Regions from separate parts of the Mus musculus genome. Here region 2 is linked to region 1. Evidence: chromatin contacts called from public Hi-C data. All regions are on one chromosome and are shown on one strand. The core of a region is the stretch at or near the end of the contact, and the rest is flanking DNA. Distances in the headings are between cores, read along the strand shown. Region 1 overlaps Rara (retinoic acid receptor, alpha). Region 2 has its middle 31 kb from the start of Ccr7.

Region 1 (2,721 bases), core at 95-2,594:
GGCCTCAGCTACGGCACTGGCACCCGCTTCAGCCTGGCCGCTCGCTGCCTTTCGCCCTCTGCTCAGCCTACACTTCCTGACAGTGTAGGAGGAGACAGGGGAAGGGCAGCAGAGGCGGCCTGGGTGTGCAGTACCCCTCGCGGCTGGCATACCGTAGTGTACTTGCCCAGCTGGCAGAGGGCCGGGAAGGTCTCCTGGTGCGCTTTGCGAACCTTCTCAATGAGCTCGCCCACCTCAGGCGTCAGCGTGTAGCTCTCTGAGCACTCGGGCTTGGGTGCCTCTTTCTTCTTTTTGTTTCGATCGTTTCGCACCGCTGGGGGGAGGGAGGGGTGGAAGGGGGGACATGGGTTGGTTAGAGAGTGACTGCTTTTGGCTCGGGGTCGTCCAGCCTATGCTGTCCACCACCCAGACAGACACACACAGACAGACAGACAGATCCACAAAACAGTGCCCCACACTAACCTGTCTGACTCATATCCTAAATCCTATTTTAGGGCCTGGGACTGTGGCTGAGGCCACACCACACATGTGCACATATGCCCTCCGCCAGTGTGTGGTACCCTGTCGTCATGCACCCATGGCAGCAGCCCACACTCTAAGAACATGTGCCCAGGTTGGCAGTCACACACACTGAGTCCCCGCTTTGGTGCCTGCCAGGAATCCCTGCTGTCCCAGCTCTCCTGGCAGCGATCTCCCTGGGGGATTCCTAAGACTGGCTCAAAGCAGCTTCCCTGGGCAGGCAGGGAATAAGGCTCCCCAACCAGAGAATGGGGGCCCCCTGGCAGAAGAATCTCTTGGCCCATTAGCCGGGGAGCTGACAGATCGCTGGGAGGGGGGCGCTGAGCCGCACACACCGCTCGGGCTTTAAAGAAGCGATGGGGTCGTTACCAGCCGATTATCCCAGACACACAATCACTCACAGGGCCTCCGTGGCGGCTGCTGACGCGGGAGGAAGGAAGGGTGGGGGTGGGGGTCCAGGGAGGGGACGGGGGGGGGGTGATGGGGGGGGAAGCTGGCATAATTTGGAGATCACTCATGTCGATTCTGCAAATTCAATAAAGTGCAGGGGAGAGAAGGGAGAGGCAGAGTGGGGGATAATTTGGGAAGAGAAAATTGCAGCTGTGACAAGACGTTTATCATTCGGAAGCTTTAATTCTATTGAAATGGCAGCTGCTCAGCTCCGGGGCACGGAGCAGCCGGGAGAGGGAGAGGAGGGAGAGAAAGAAAGGGGGAGTTGTTGTGGGAAGGAGAGGGGGTCCCCACCCTCGTCCTGTTCTAATAGTTCAAAGAAGGAAGGTGGGGCAAAGGGAGAAGGAAGTGACGGCCCCTTTACCAAAAGGTCTCAGTTCTGCACGTCCCAAGTTGTCACAGACTCTGCAGAGGACCGTCACTAGTCACTACTTCCTGAGTACAAGACCAGCACTCCCGTGTCTCTGGTGACAGGAGGCAGCAGGATATCCAGCTCCCCAATTCCTGGCTGGGGCTGCTGGTGCATTAGTCAGAACCATCTTTCTCAGCACCCCTCCCCACAAAGGGCTGGAGGGGGTCTTGCAGCCCCCTCCCCCACCTCATCCCCCAAGGCTCGGGCTCCATGGCAACGGCCACGCAGACAAGGAGGCGTCTGTCAGCGTCATTTATCTCTGACATCATCAATCACTGGTCACCACGGCAACACCCATGATTCAACACAAGAGGGTCTCCCCGTCCAGCCCTCCCCTCTGTCCCTCCCTCCGTCAGGGCCTCAGCTGAGCCCAAACTGGAAACCCCCTTTCCTCTGGGATCTGAGAAGCCCAATTCTCTTCCAACTCAGGGTTCCAGGTTTATCCAGACAATGGCTTCAGGGGGTCCTATGTCAGCCCCCCCATACATACAGACCAACTTCACACCTTTTCGAGTTCAGGCCTCTCCCTTAAGATACAGGAGGGACTGGGATAAGCTACTGAGCCACACCCAAAGCCAAGCAAAACCCAGAAGAAAGCTATCCTGGGGGCAGGCACCCCATACACAAGCAGGCATGCAAGCAACCACCATGCTAAGGGGACCGCTCTGTGCATTCTGGGCTTAACACCAAACGATCCATGGACACGCAGCCAGCCAGACTCCCAGGTTTGTGGTGTTATCTACAAAGCATCCTTAACTAGAAGCTTGCCCGCCTGCCGCGGCACACATGTTCCCACATGTATACACAGGCACACACACACACACACACACACACACACACACACAGCACCCCTGCACGCCCCACCTTGGGCGGGGCTTGGCCCCTGGCCCTGCGACACTCACACTCCTTGGACATGCCCACGTCGAAACATTTCTGCAGCCGGCAGTACTGGCAGCGGTTCCGGGTCACCTTGTTGATGATGCAGTTCTTGTCCCGGTGACACGTATACACCATGTTCTTCTGGATGCTTCGTCGGAAGAAGCCCTGGGGACAGGAGAAGGAGACGGGTTATCCACACCCACAGCGGGAGCAGCCTAGCAGCTACCCCTAAGCTTTTGCTATGGCCTATGTAATAATGGTAGAAAAATGGGGGAGGATGACTCTTTTGAAAAGATGCTCTCTGGGAGAGCCCAAGCCTGTCGCTATCTCACAGGCTGGCCTGGAGTCTTCCCTAGCCAACATCCCTGTACCTGATTTTTTTTTTCAGAGACAAAGACTCAGGGCTGCAGAGGACACAGGACACACAAGGTTGGAGATGGGAAAGGAGGCATCTGGAACTC
Region 2 (2,746 bases), core at 54-2,553, 160 kb before region 1:
TCATGTGGGTTCTGATGCTTGTGTGCCCTGCAGATAAACGCTTCACACTTCCTATGTCAGGCCATCCTCATAGTATCTCCACAGGGGCCTGAGGTCACAAGTTCAAGTCCAGGCTGCAAGAGTGAATTCAAGGCCAGCCTGGGAAACAGCAAAATCCTATTCCAAAATCTGAAAGAGACAGACAGACAGACAGACAGACAGACAGACAGACACTGTCCATGCTCAGTGTTAGCCTTTTCAACCATACTGGGGGAAAAAAAAGAAGTTAGGTTTTTGACTGAAGTCACTCAGTAAACTATATATTCTGATTATAATCAAATGTAGAGTCACCTACAGGCTTTTGGCATATTATCTGACATCTTCCTCCAGACTAATGTCAACAGAAAGGACAACTCAATGTTCTGGTCACACCTTCACCTCTACGGTACAAGTGTCTGAACCACATTAAACAGCTTCATTGTCATTGCCTTTCCGTCTCTTTTCTCTGAGAGCTTCCTGGGTCCTCTTCAGGGCAGAAGGCTCTTCTTATATGCCCAGCGGGGTCACCTACAGAGGTCCAGATGAGTGTGCATTTTGCTGAACTAGAATTGCGATTTCACAAGCTCGGTGGTATCCTCACAGGGACCCTCAAATGGCCAAATGTAAAAGGAACTGGGTCCATGAGACGCTCACCAAAGTTCAGCTCCCGCCGCCCCACCCCCCACCCGCTTGGCCATGTCACTTCTGGGCAGCTGGAGATTCCCAGCAAGGCAGGGGTGGGAGCAGAGAAACATTCACCCGTGGCCAGTGTGAGGATGCCAGTGTTTTCCTGCTCAAACCACGCAATCTGGTTCTCATTTCTTCAGGGAAGCGGGTGGAGCGTGACTGAAGGGTGGAAGAAAAAGAATTCCTCAGGCAGAGTGAATAAAGATCAGAAAACATCAAAGTCGATAGAATATGTGGGGTATCGTGGCCAAAGCCCCTGGTGTAAGCCAGAAGAAACTCAGAAACAGCCTTGCTTTCTTCTAAAACCTCATGCATGTCCTTCATACAAACCCCACAGATGAAGGGGAGCCAGGGATCAGCTGCAGTCGGCTCTGCCAGGCGGCTTCCCTGCAGTTTAGGAGGCTCTGAGATGTAGTGATGTACTTGGCTGTCTATCTGATCTAAGAGTGAAGGGGGTACAGATAATTCTGTCTTGATTTCTGGTGCTTCTTCAGAAAGTACCTGATGACTGTCCATCTGAACGAGCAGAAGTGATCAGAGTGTATCACAACAGCCGGGTCCAAACGATCACATGGGAAGAAGGGCACACACATGAGATCACACCCACAGCACATGCAGCTCCCATCTACAACATACAGATAAGCGGAGAGTCCGTAAAGCCACCCTTCCTTAGCCAGCAAGGAAGGTGAGGGGATATCCTTGTTTTATCTGGAAACAGAGGCCCCCACCCCCACCCCACCCCCGCATGCGCGCGCGCGCACGTGCACACACACACACACACACACACACACACACACACACACACACGCACACCTTTAGCTGAGAAAGCACAAATGAAAACAACTGCCCACAAGGGGGCATCCAAACACTATCAGACTCAAGGTCTCAGCACCAAGATTACTACTATTTGGCCTCAGAGAGACAAGGAGATGCTGAGGGAAATTTTGGAGAACCTGAAATGGGGTCTCTTATGGAGACTCAGCAGAGGAGGATGTGCACAGGGCTGAGATGGAAACTAAGGCTAAGCCACTGAAGTGAGCATGCTGACGAAACATCTATCACCTAGTCCTATCCCCATCTCTTGCTCTATAATAAATAATTCTTCATTTAGTCTCCCCATCGCCTTTTAAATCTTTTTGTGAGATTTATCATTTTATGTGCAGGGGTGTTTAGCCTGTGTGTGTACCACATCCGTACCTGGTGCCCTCGGAGGTCAGAAGACGGTGTCAGGTCCCCTGAAACTGGAGTTGTGAGCCTTGTGGGTGCTGGGAATAAAACCTGGGTCCTCTGCAAGAACAAGTGCTCTTAACTGCCTATCCAGTTCTCCGCCCCTCCTCTCATTTTTATGGGGGGGTCAGAATCACTATCATTTTCTGCCTTATAGATGCAAAGAAAAATGATGTCTCAGTTAAAGTAACTTGTCTAAGGCTAGTCAGTGGCAACGTCAGAATTCTAACTCAGGACCAACCAGGGGAGGTGACACATGGCTATACATTCCAGTACTCAGCAGAAGAAGGCAGGAAGGATCAGGAGTTTAAGGTCAGTATTGGTTATCAGTTGGGGTCATTCTGGGCTGAGACCTCCGAAGAGAGAAGTCAAACTCAAGACCATGTCGTTGACAGCTCAAGCTGGACACCATTCATTCTGCTCCCTGGGCCTTAGACTTCCTGACATCCTATGGTTCCATCCAGAATGCTGGGCAGTGAACCCCATTCCCCCCCCCCCACCTTCTCCTTGGGTAATTGTCAAGGACCTGGGAGTTGATTTTCTGGGTGTGAATAACATGTAGCCCTGAAGCTGACCCCTCACAGTTTGTAAACCACTGCTGTTGAGCTAGCTCTGATGGTCGTTAGAAAGCAATAAAGCAATTCCTAGCGAGGGGCATAACGCTCTTCTACCCCACTTTGACCTAGTCAGCTCATTCCTGGGAATTTATCCCAAGGAAACAATTCTAATGGAAGCCAAGCGTTGATCTGCATAAATGCGTGCATGGAAGTCTTTCTTTAAAGGTCAAAAGCTGGCAACCAAAACAGGGAAGCAG

Evidence for each region. Hi-C and Micro-C count contacts between places; a contact is called where the count stands out from the background.
Region 2: a contact with region 1 is called in a Hi-C map of CD8 T cells, with 5 times the contacts expected there. The contact joins two enhancer-like sites. A contact is called at or near these places in 14 of 39 promoter capture datasets (3T3-L1-derived adipocytes, the HPC-7 cell line, HPC-7-derived erythroid cells and 8 more), 4 of 15 datasets of contacts at CTCF or cohesin (the G1E-ER4 cell line, embryonic stem cells, large pre-B cells and 1 more), 108 of 484 Hi-C or Micro-C datasets (the AML12 cell line, B cells, the Ba/F3 cell line and 53 more), 28 of 115 datasets of contacts at active chromatin or transcription factors (the HPC-7 cell line, T-cell acute lymphoblastic leukemia, bone marrow-derived dendritic cells and 18 more) and 2 of 9 other capture datasets (adipose tissue and liver).

Annotation. Positions count from the first base shown.
Region 1 is chr11:98,967,749-98,970,469 of GRCm38.p6, reverse strand. It overlaps Rara (retinoic acid receptor, alpha), which reads right to left. Exons shown (of 9, transcript NM_009024.2): 4 at 2,284-2,425; 5 at 153-313. Among named protein-coding and RNA genes, the nearest start is that of Gjd3, 14 kb to the left of the region's middle. Within about 2 kb of position 1,344, at least 82 of the 459 cell types and tissues checked have an H3K27ac peak or open chromatin away from gene starts, as enhancers often do. A contact at or near this core is called in CD8 T cells and the N1E-115 cell line, where this site is marked.
Region 2 is chr11:99,122,943-99,125,688 of GRCm38.p6, reverse strand. No RefSeq gene overlaps it. Among named protein-coding and RNA genes, the nearest start is that of Ccr7, 31 kb to the left of the region's middle. Within about 2 kb of position 1,303, at least 45 of the 459 cell types and tissues checked have an H3K27ac peak or open chromatin away from gene starts, as enhancers often do. A contact at or near this core is called in CD8 T cells and the N1E-115 cell line, where this site is marked.